2 separate regions of the Mus musculus genome follow, and region 2 is linked to region 1. A link is a contact called in public Hi-C data. All regions are on one chromosome and are shown on one strand. Each heading gives the region's core, a stretch centred on a gene start, on an enhancer-like site or on the middle of the called end of the contact. The rest is flanking DNA. Distances are from core to core; before and after follow the strand shown.

Region 1 (6,073 bases), core at 1,081-3,580:
CATTCATTGAAGAGAGTGAGAGCTATGTCGTTCAACAGAAAGAACGGGAGTTAAATCATTGATGAGGGTGGAAAGCTAGTTATTGGATGAATAAAGAGGGAGGCTAACCATATAATGAAATGAGAGGGAGGATAATCATTCAGTGAAGCGAAGGGGAGGCTAACCATCAGTGAAGGGAGAAGGGAGCTAATCACTTGGGGGAGAATAACTGTTTAATGAAGATAGAAGGAGGATAATCACTCAATGAAGTAAATGAGAGGTTAGCCATTCATTAAAGAGAGTAGGAAGTTAACCACTCAATGGAGAGAGAGGAGACAACCATTAACTACAGAGAGAGTCTAACTATTCAATGATGAGAAGGAGAGGCCAACCAGTCAATGAAGAGAAGAAAAATAACCATTGAGTGAAGAAAGAGGGATGTTAACCATTCAGTGAAGGAATGGGAGGCTAACTATTCAATGAAGACTAAGAGAAAGGCTAAGCATTCAATGAAAAGAGGGGGAAGTAACCATTCAACTAACAGAGAGGATTTGTAACCAGTCAATAGAGAGGGAGAGCTCAACCAATCAATGAGAAAGAGGGGAGGCCAACCAATCAAAGTAAGGGGGTTGGTGGGGGGGGGAGCCAATCAATGAATAGAGAGGAAGGCCAAGAATCCAATGAAGAAAAGGGAAAGCTAACCATTAAATGAAAAGAGAATAAAACTACCATTTAATGAAGAGAGGGAGACTACCTGTGATGATATAGACAGGCCTATTATTCGTTCAGTGAAGAAATTGGGAAGCTACCCGTTCATTGAAAATAGGAAAATTAAGTGTTCTATTTTAATCGTTAGATTCTAACCATTAGATTTTAAGTTAGTTACAAGGCACTGGGGGTGTGGCTCAGTAGAAGAGTTCATGCTTAGTGCTTGAGACACATGGAGTTCAGTCACTAGCAATCCCTTCCCACCTTTAAAACCAGTTGTTTTTCATATGCTTATGGGAATTTACATAAACTCATACAAATACATATTCTCTTGCTTCTAGTCTTCCTTTATTATTGTTCTGGCTTCTCACTGGGTCTCAATGGTCTAGATAATTCCATAGGTACAATATTAAAGTTTCCATAGTTCTTTTATTCTTATCCTCATTCTGTCTTTCTCTGTTTCCATTTAAAAATATTTACATATACAAAACAGACATGTAACACCCACAGAATATAGAACTTCATGCCAGCAGCAACAGAATTCATGCCTGAGAGAACCTCATGCAGGGCAATGATCATCACTTAACAGATACACATCATGTAGTCTTTATGTAAGGCATGCCATAATTTCCTTATTGCAGAACTTGATGGTCTTAGGCCCATCTGAAATCTCTAAACCAGTAGGAATACAGCAGTATGAAAGGCTCAGCCTTGCACTAGAAAGATTTTAGGAGTGATCAATATCATCTGTAAGCAGTAGAATTTGAGAAAAAGAAATTATCCTGAAGTGAGTGAGCCTCCCCAGTCTCTAAGAAGAGTCCTCAGAGAACAAATTCTCCCTAAGACTATGGTGACAGTTATTGTCTGCATTCTGTCAATTTACCCTAAAAATCAGAGACCTGCCTGTCTCCATGTCAACAAACAACAGTACACATATGTACACATATATGTGTCTTTACTGTTCATTTCCTCTGGCAGACTCAGACCCTGGTGTCCCACTGTCCCCTATAGCAGTGGTGAAGGGAATGGAACAAACTCCAGGAATTCAGGAAGTCTGGACTTTCCTGTCACCTGTGTCTACTTATTAGAGTTGTCATCAGCAATGTGTTTGGCCTGGCCATTTCCCACAGGTCATTCCTGCTTTAAGATTCTCAGGCCCAGAAAACCGATCCCAGGGCCTTCCCTTCCAGACCATTGTTCATGCCCTCTCATTAGAATCTAATAGCTGGAGTGAGCATCACAGATTATATTATCCAAGTTTATTGTTTATATTTTAAGTGCAAATAAAAATTCTCAGTTCATATTCCATTTCTTCTTCCTAAACCAGGCATGTACATCTGTGGGATTTGGTGAGTATGTCAGCAGACTCTCACAGCCCTTGGAAAGCTCTGCCAAGAACAGCTTTAACAACACAAAACTGGGGTAGGGTGGGAGGGGCTGGGGAATTTGTCCAAAGCCTTGAAATGCTAGCAGAAAATTGATCAAAGCCAAGATGAGTTTCACCCAGCTCTTTTAACGAGCTGCTAATATCGTAGTGGCATTCTTGTCAGGATAATTTGTCACGCATGTCCCTGTGTGGGCTCAAGTCCTTTCATAGTCATCATCCCTAACTAGTGACACAGGCAACTTGTCTGAAACAAACCTCTGAGGATGGGGAAGGCAAGTGTGGGAGGTGAGGGTGAAGCTCAGCCAATGGCTGCTGACAGTCATCTGAGCCCCATCCACCCCCAGATCACACAAACACAACCTCCACCAGCTCTACCTTTGTTCAACACACTACAACATCACTTACATTTGTGTGATTGCCACAGTCATGCCCACTGCCTCAAAGACACTGCCTAGCAGAAAAAAATGTCACCTCTTGAAAAATAATATGTTGTCAACACCAGCTCCAGACCAATAAAACACCATGAAAAGTAGGATTCCTCATTAAAAGAGCAGAATGGTGACCCCTCAACCCGGGCAGAGTGCACTTGGGCACAGTGACAGCTTGTGACCCAAGAGGGCCTAGAGCCCCAGCACTAGCCACAGGCTGTGTGGTTCTCATTAGGAGTTCATCCATCACACCAGGACTCATTCAAGTGGCATTCAGACTATGCCATCTCCTGTCACTAGTGTGCTACAAAGGCCCCTTTCTTTCCCTCTACTTTTAACATAAGGATACCAACAAAACATCTGTTGAGGGTAAAGAAGACAAAAGATGAGACAGAATTCTAGGTGCTGTGGGCATCAAAGATAGAGACAATGGCCATGCCCTGGACTAAGTTAACACTAGGTCTCTTCTGTGTGAGCTACCCAGCCTGAGGAGAGCAAGCATAACCAATTTATATACTATATTATGACTATATACTATACATTATGAAGAAGTTTTACTGGGTTTTAAAGAAATACTCAGTTATTGGGGCTGGTGGTTGGCTCAGTTGCTAAAGTATTTCCTTCATAAGCATAAATGACTGAGTTCAATTCCCAGAACCCACAGAAAAACAAAGACATGTATGGCATGTGCACTTTTAATCCCACTCTATTTCTCTGGGGCTCACTGGTCAGCCTGCCTGGCCTACTTTGGTGATCTCCAAGTCAAAAGGAGACCATGTCTCAGCCCCTAAACAGTAGCAGACAAGGCTAACCTCTGGCCTTCAAATCACCCACACACAGGAACAAGCACCCACAGATACATACATAAGCACACAAATACAGCTTGAAATTTGGAATTATTTTAGGTACAGTGAATGTACTGCCGCAAGCAATACTCATTATGCTCATCTGGGAGATAGAGGCAGAAATAATACAAACCCAATGCTATTCTTGACTACACAGCTGGTTTTAGGCTAGTGTAGACTACCAGAGTCCCTGTCTTTAATGGTAAATGCTTTCACTTGAATATAAACACCTCCAATGGAGCCACAACAGCAGAGCCAATTATGAGTAGCAGGAGAGAAGCAAGAGCCCTTATCATGGCTGAGGTGCATTCTGGGGGTAGTGTCAGGCAGAGCATGTCTTCCCAGTGTTACTTTCCAGAGCAGCTCCATCTTAATTATTTAGACAACGTGCCTGATGGACTCCAGAGACAGAAAGCAGAGCATCCTGTGCTGTGGTCCTCCCATGTCCTCCATTAGGAATGTCTGCTTATCAACCTGCTGTCCCTTCTGCTACTCTTTTGCTTTCTCCTAGTTCCAGCAAGAAAGTTTGCTGTCTGAGAGTTTGCAGCGTCAAAGATCTGTGTATCCCCCACGGTGTACTGAGCAGCAGAGAAAGCAAGTTGAAATTAAGATGGCAAAAAACAAACTGGGAAGCAGAAACTGTCCTCATAGCCTCTCCTGGCTGTGATCCAGAGGTGCCCATTTTGCATATTTTCACAGTAAATTCCCTGAAGTGTACTCTAGCACCACTGGCTTTGTTAGGAAATGACCCCATTTTTCCTTTGAGTTCCGGAGAAGAGAGCCTGAAATGACCCAAGGGAGAATATAACGGTCCCAGGAAGAACATTCAGAGGAATGAGGTTGCTCTGAGCTTAGTTAAATTTCATCTCTTTCATAAAAATTTCGCATTACCTATTACTACCTGAGAATGCCTTTCCAGTTCTCTGAATTCCTCAGACCCTTACCATATATTGCCTGTTCTGATTTTGAACACATATCCCTTCACAGCTGCTGCATGTTTAAGCATCTGCTTCTTCTGCTAAAGGTTCACCTTTATATAATGTGGTTAATGGCCTGCAGTTCTTATACTTTTGGGGACACTGCAGAGCACCCAGAATATTGGGTACAGAACAAGCCAGAAACCCATAGATATTGGTTTAATTATCCTAAGGGAACAAATGATCCAATTATTATCCTCAAGCCAACAATGTTTTACCTGATGAACACTGGACATTAAACAAAGGGAATTTGGGATGAATTCAACCAGGAGAAATTGTTTTAGTCATATCCAAAGAATTGCAAGAGATGTCTATAGATGTACAGCACACAAACAAGAAAGCATAGCTCAGCAAGGTGCTGCTGCTGATGGGATGTTAAGTAGAAGACTCCTAGGTGAGTGGGAGGCTGTGTTGTGATATAGACCTACCTGAATCACTGAGGCATGACAGGAGGTAGGCATTTAGACGCTGAAAAATAAGCCCATGCAGGCAAATGGTTTTATAAAGCAACTCAATCCACATTGATCAAAATGAAACTGACACACAGTGAAATATAACTATGCCTGCAAGAGTCGTAGAGCTAGCTTAGTCAGTAAAGTACTTACCATCCAAGCATGGTTCTGAGTTCATCCCTGGAATCCATGTTACAAAAACCAGTCATGGTAGTGGAGCTTGAGACAAGAAGATCTCTGGGGCTCAACAGATAACCAGTCTAGCCTAGTCAGCAAGCTCCAGATCAGGGAGACTGACCTTGTTTCGAAGAACTTGAATGGTGTTCCTGAGAATGGTACCCAGGGCTATCCTCTGGCCTCAGTATGCATATGCATACATGCACACACACATATGCTGACATAGTTTGAATGTGCTTGGCCCAGAGAGTGGCACTATTTGGAGGTGTGGCCTTGTTGGAGTAGGTGTATCACTGTGGGCATGGGCTTTAAGACCCTAGTCCTAGTTGCCTGGAAGCCAGTATTCTGCTAGCAGCCTTCAGATGAAGATGTAGAACTCTAAGCTCCTCCTGTGCCATGCCTGCCTGAATGCTGCTATCCTCCCACCTTGATGATAATGGACTGAACATCTGAACCTGTAAGTCAACCCCAATTAAATGTTGTCCTTTATAAGAGTTGTCTTGGTGATGGTGTCTGTTCACAGCAGTTAGGATTGTCTGTTCACAACCCTAACTAAGGCATATGCATACATTAATAACAATAGTATTCCATTAGTCATATATATGTATGTATAATATATATATATATATGCCAAATACCCCAGTGAAAACATAAATCTCTGCTGTTCTTGTGAAATTAGTCTCAGAATGCTCGGATCCACTTCTAGGCAATAACTGATGAGCTTTCTCTGTAGACTATTCCAGCTTTTCTAGTATACAGTGAGACTTGGATCATATGACATATGGAGTTGTATACATGCATGTATATGTGCATGTCTGTTCAGCTTTGGCTTACTAGTGTTTCTGAAATTGATCCACATTGCCTAGGCATTATCAGTAGTTTGTTTCTTTGTGTAGGTGAATAGGACTTGCTGGAAGATGGCCTTCCCCCCCACCCCCCAAGCACAGCATGATAATCCCACTGCTATTTTGAAATAGATCACCTTAGCTTGGAAATCATGGTGAGTGAACAAAACAGCACAGAAGGAGCCGGGGCAATGGTGATGGCAACAGAGTTATTATTGATATTATGTCCTTGAAGGAGGATCACAGGACCCCCAACTTGGAATTCCAGATATTGC
Region 2 (6,073 bases), core at 980-3,479, 100 kb before region 1:
ACTTTGAACTTCTGATCCTCCTGCCTTTACCTCCTTCATGCTGGGATCACAGGTATTTGCCACTATGTGACGTTTACGAAGTGCTGCGGATGAGCCCAGGACTTCATGCACAAGAGGCACTCTACCAAATGAGCAACATCCCTAGCCCAAGCGTTTGCTTCTGTAAAGGTAACTGGTGCTATTGTTGATGCCCTGCTTACATAACAAGCACTGGTTAGTCGGCTGCTAACTTTGAGTTACTGACTTGGGCTGCTGCTGCTGCTGACTTTCACCACAGTGCAATGGAATATGGACCACATATGTGTGCTAAAGCAGAAACCAAACAACAGCTCCTTGGTAATGTCTGAGAATGGGTGAAGAATAACATTGCCAAACCCTGCTGAGGATAATGGCAAGATCAGGTTGATCCCTGACACCTTATTGGCTGCACTGATTTCTAAACCCCATTAAAAATCTGATGGATGTAGGGCATCGAGAAATGATAAAATATGTCGCTCTAGGGGGCTGGAGAGATGGCTCAGCGGTTAAGAGCACTGACTGCTCTTCCGAAGGTTCTGAGTTCAAATCCCAGCAACCACATGGTGGCTTACAACCATCCTTAATGACATCTGACTCCCTCCCCTGGTGTGTCTGAAGACAATGACAGTGTACTTACATATAAAATAAATAATAAAATCTAAAAAAAAAATATGTCGCTCTAATAATTGGTACAAGAGGAAATGCAAAGAGCAAACATTGGGAAATAACTTCTGCCTTCACATGCAGAAACAGAAACACATACTAAAGCAAAGTGGAGGAGCTATTTTATCTGAATTAGCAAAAAAACATAGTATCAAAAAGTCACTGAGAACGGCGTTATTGCTGTATTATTGCTGGCATTATATTATCACTGCCGGGATCCATCTCAACCCTTTTGGGAAAAGCAACTAATGTGACAAACAACAGACAGAGAAACCCAGAGGCTCCATTCTAGAGCCTCTCTCCTGAGAAAATAATTCATAACGCACAAGCATGTAGCCAGGTTTTGTATTGCTTCGCATTATGAATTATTATGAATGTATGAATGAAGAAACAGCAAGATGCAGTCTGCCTGTGGCAATGTATTGCAAAATGTATAGTGTTGGACATTGTACAACAGATTAACATGTGATCACTAAGAAAAGTGAGTGACAAGGAGAAACACGTGATTGAGAATTATAACTGTTAAAATAATACTATGGCTGCCACTATGGAAATCTGAACACAGAGAGGAAGCAAATATGGAGGTAGTTTTGTGGGGAAGATCAGCTTGATTTCCCTGCAATGTATGACCATCATTATGTCTCTGTTTTAATGAAAGAGGATTCACAAATGCAACCTTAAGGTCTCCACCAGATACAATGTGGAGACGCATCCGCTCATAAATTTCAGACATAAATAGTCCCAGGAGTGATGGCTGCACTTCAGGGGATGGGAAATGGCTTTTAAGCCAAGATCTATAACAAGCATGGGGAGTGGTTTCAGGTGGGCTGGAGTAGAAACTGCACACAGAGAAAAGCCATCATTCCTTCCAGGAACCGCATTAGCAGGTCTCTATCACTCAGAGCATCAGACGGCCTCGGGCTTCCCAGAACCACAACATTCGGGTGGAAAAGCATGGAAAACCAAACTAACAGAGCCTGGCTGAAAGGTTTTTAATTAGATTAGAAGGGTCCAGAGTGATCTGGTTTGTGCTTGAAACCTATTCTTTGCCCATTTATTTTCTCACTCAAATACTACCGGTCTTTGTATCTCTGGATTACGTTCAGCCTGGTTTAATTTAACTTGATATTATTTTATTACCTTATTTTATATCATATAAAATGTTGTCCTCTATAAAACTTACAAATGACTTCCTAGGTGTCTGGGAAGGAAGCTGACAGCTCATGTTGCTTATGCTTACCCACATATACCACATATATACTACACAAGTCTTTTTGTTCAAGTTAAGAAAGACAATATATCGGAAAGAGAAGGGAAGCTGGCCCAACTCTTAGGTTGATCCCAAGACTTTCTGAAAGGCAAGAACAGCTGCCTCTAGGACAAGTCAGCCTGGCTTTGTAGAGCTCCAGTGTGCTTGTAAGGACCTCCTACTATGACTCCACATTGCCACAACATACCGAACCTAAATTCTGCTATTTTCTGAAACAGTGGATATTGAAGCCCTCTGGTAGCATTTTATAAGACTTCTGTTCTGGAGAGAGGTTTTCCCAAGTGTTTTTCCCCACCTCCTCTGAGAACCTCAGTTGTTCTGGGTTAATACTCCAAGCCTCCTGCAGGGCTGGTGCCTGGGAGCACAGGTGTGAGGGTCTTGGTAAAGGAAGCCTGCTGTCTCTGAGCTCTGGTATGTTCCTCAACCTGGACCTTTTTCTTTCCAGAGTTTTTCTTTTTCTCCAGTTTCCTTCCTTTTTTGTATTTATTGGCTTATTTTTTTCATACAGTATACTGTGATCATATTTTTCCTTCACTCCTAACTCCTCCCAGGTCCCCCAACCTCCCTATCCATTTAAATTTCTCTCTCTCTCTCTCTCTCTCTCTCTCTCTCTCTCTCTTTCTCTCTCTCTCTCTCTCTCTCTCTCCCTCTCTCCCTCTCTCCCTCTCTCTCCCTCCCTCTCCCTCTCTCTCTCCCTCCCTCCCTCTCTCTCCCTCCCTCCCTCTCTCTCTCCCTCCCTTCCTCTCTCTCCCTCTCTCTCTCTCTCCCTCCCTCCCAAGGAAAGAAAAGAAAAAGGAATGAAAGCAAATAACCAAAGTCAAAAGACAAAAATACCAAAACAAAAGCACACAAAAATCATGGAGTCTATTTTATGTTGGCCAGAGCCACTCCTGAGCAGTATGGCTGACTGACTTTCCTGCTCCCAGCATGTATTGTATTGTAGAGAGCTTCTTGGTAGAGGATTGGTCTTTATACCCACTTCCCCTTTCTTTGCTGGGATTTTTTTCTGGCTTTTGCTGTTTTTAGCCATATAATGGGCACAAAACACACAGGAGTGAACTCATTAGAGGTAATGAAAAATATATTAGAATTGGACTTTAAAATTTCTAATCCTTTCTTCTATACTTTGTCTTCTGACAATCATGTGGAAATCTAGGGAGTTAGAATTCAAAGTATCAGTACTTGGCCTGGGCATGATTCTTCCCACAGAAAAATTGCCTTACTTTGAGGAAGGGCTACTGTAGCATAGTTTCAAAAATGCAAAGATGCAAGGCTTTTTACCTGACACCTTTAATCCCAGGCTGAGACAACAGAAATTACTGTGGGTTAAATACAGTAAGTTCCAGCACAGATAGGCAACTGAGTGAGACTTTGTCTTTAAAAACAATCAGGCAAACAACAACAAAAGCTTAAAAATAAAAATGTATCAGAAGTACAAGACGACCCTTATCCTCATATAGTGAGTTTGAGGCCAATGGGGACTATATGAGACCTGTCTCAAGAAAACTAAAACAACAGGGCAAGCTACATGGCTCAGTAAAGGTACTTGCTGCTAAACCTGGCATGCTGAGTTTGATCTCAAGGACTCAAATAGGGAGTAAAGAAGGACTCTCAGTTTGATCTCTGACCTCTACATTTATGCGTTGGCACACTTCCCTCCCTCCAATACATAAGGGTAGAGAGATTTTAATCTGCCAACATGGCTACTCTAACAAGGAATCAAATCCAAAGCAGAGGCTTGTGTTTTCCAGCTGAAACACAGACATACCACACACCTTTAATCCCTCTGGCTGGAATACAGACACATCTTTAGTACACACCTTTAATCTCTAACACTGAAGGTAAAGTAAGAGGAGAGAGGCAGCCATCTTTGAAAGTGATGTCTAATTGAGGGGCAGACCAAGTAGAGATTCAGAGAAAGATTTAACAAAATGTGTCAGAGAGATGATACACCCAACGCTCATGACAACAGGCAGGAAGGAGAGGCTACTTAAGAGCAGTGTAAGGAAACTGAGCTGAGATCAAGCAATGCAGTTCAGTCAGAGTCAGGTTAGTAAGAGTCAGTTCAAGTCAGTTCAGTTGAGTGCATGTAGTGTGGTTGAATTTGTTCGTGAAGTTCAGTGCAAGTCAACTTGGAGAGGACTTTGAGCCAGAACAGCTAAGTTGAATCAGCCAGCCAGAGTTCAGAAAGAGATAGAAAATGTGAGTTTATTCAACAGTAAGCATCTGAGATGCCAAGTACATCTGGCAACTAAAAGTTACATTTACATATATGTAAATAAGTATAATAAAGAAAATTAAACAACAATGAATAAAATTGCAAAGCTGCTAAGTAAAGGGATACTAGTATAGCTCTCTCCTTGGAGCAAGTCTGGCATTGAGTGAGGACTCAAGTTCTGAGAAACTCAAAGCCTTAAAAATCATTCTGTATCCCATTTCCAGGACAAAGACTACCTTCTAAGATAAGAAATGATTCTACCCATGGGTAACTCTTGTCTGGACCTGATAAACAATGATATTCATTTAAGACTTGCTACCTTGTTTCCTAAAACACAAATTACTTTATAAAGCTCTAAGAAGTTGAAATTTACATATGGTAGAATCAAAGGCTATGTTTTTGGGTGGATTGTAATTTATGTAGGCAGAGAGAAGAGGCAGCTCTGATGAGGAGGTACCTCAGGCAGCTTTTCAATGCTATAACAAATGGCTTGGATAATCAGTTTATAAGAAGATAAGGTTAACCAGGTTCATAATTCCAAAGGTTTCTATCTATGACTGGTTGACCCTGTTGCTGTGGAGCCTGTGATGAAAGAGACGTCATAGTGGGGAGAAGATGGAAGAACAAAGCTGTTGCAGGAAATGAGGCATAGGGGAAAAGGCATCAAGAATTAAGAAGATGGTTGGTTGAGGAAGTCAGGAATTTCCTCCCTACCTGGACTCCATTTAACAAAACACAGCATGGGGCAAGCCTGTGATCCCTAAAAGTGGAAAAGTGGGTGCTGAGAGAATGGCCTAAAAAGGGCCATGATACTCATGCCAGAAGACCATGAGTCTTAGTCCAGTTCCAGGCCTCTCTCAGAAGTGTGCTTCTTGTCTTTATTTCTTTCTCTAGCCATGTGTCTCTAGTCCAGTTCTTTGCTCTGAGACACAAAGACATTAAAACCTCAGTAGGTACCTTTTGGACTCATATCCACACCTCTAACAAAACCACTCACCTAATGACAAAGGAGTGAGAGAGAAAAGGAAGAAGTGAAAAGAGGAAGTGCTAGATTCAATTATTCCCTCCAGTGTAAAACCTCCAATGACCTTTAGGCTTCCTAACAGGTCCCTCCTCTCAAAGTCATTACTTCCTGTACTAGTTACCTTTCTGTTCCCGTGATAAAATACCATGGTCAAATCAACTTACATTTGATCTAACAGTTCAAATAAGAAGGATAAGAGTTCATCAAAGTGAAAAGTCATGGCAGAAAGTGACAGACTTGTTGGCCCAAGCACAAAGCAAAGACCCTTATATTCTCAACTGCAACCATGAAACAGAGAGACCAAATTAGATGCAAGGTGAGATTGTGAACACGTGAAGCCTGTTCCTAGTGAGGTAATTCCTCCAGTAAGCTCACTTCTCCTAAACCTTCTGAAATGGTGTCACCAACAGAGTACCAAATGTTCAAATGAATGATCCTATGGGGGACACTTTAATGCAAACCATCATTCCTCTTAGTAGCAAAACAATTGGAGACCAAGCCTATAACATACAGTCCTCTGGAAGACTCAGACTATACTGTGAGGTAGAGTTTGGAGAGAAGCTGTGGTGTCCTAGCCCTTTCCTTACTGTGGGTTAGCTCAAAATGTTAGCACTGCTCAGGAAACACAAGTTACTAAATCATCCCTAACAAGACTAAAACCCAGAGCACACAGAAAGCATGGGTTTCTTATAAAACATTTCCTTCTCACATTCATAGCTACTTATCAACAGCTGTAATTGCTTGGTGACTGGGGAGTGATTTTACCACTTGAGCTGTTTTAGATTGAGACAAAGGAAAATAAGGCCAGCATCTGCAGCTAGACTCTCTTGCAATGATTTCATTCTGTGACCCCCTACCTCATCCTTCACATGAGCCTTGC

The links. A called contact is a pair of places that touch in the nucleus more often than the background predicts.
Region 2: a Hi-C map of the N1E-115 cell line shows a contact between it and region 1, with 4 times the contacts expected there. The contact joins two enhancer-like sites. A contact is called at or near these places in 4 of 484 Hi-C or Micro-C datasets (the N1E-115 cell line, nephron progenitors, psoas muscle and 1 more).

What each region holds. Positions count from the first base shown.
Region 1 is chr8:128,000,223-128,006,295 of GRCm38.p6, reverse strand. No RefSeq gene overlaps it. Among named protein-coding and RNA genes, the nearest start is that of Gm32590, 200 kb to the right of the region's middle. Within about 2 kb of position 2,330, at least 27 of the 459 cell types and tissues checked have an H3K27ac peak or open chromatin away from gene starts, as enhancers often do. A contact at or near this core is called in the N1E-115 cell line, where this site is marked.
Region 2 is chr8:128,102,742-128,108,814 of GRCm38.p6, reverse strand. No RefSeq gene overlaps it. Among named protein-coding and RNA genes, the nearest start is that of Mir21c, 170 kb to the left of the region's middle. Within about 2 kb of position 2,229, at least 2 of the 459 cell types and tissues checked have an H3K27ac peak or open chromatin away from gene starts, as enhancers often do. A contact at or near this core is called in the N1E-115 cell line, where this site is marked.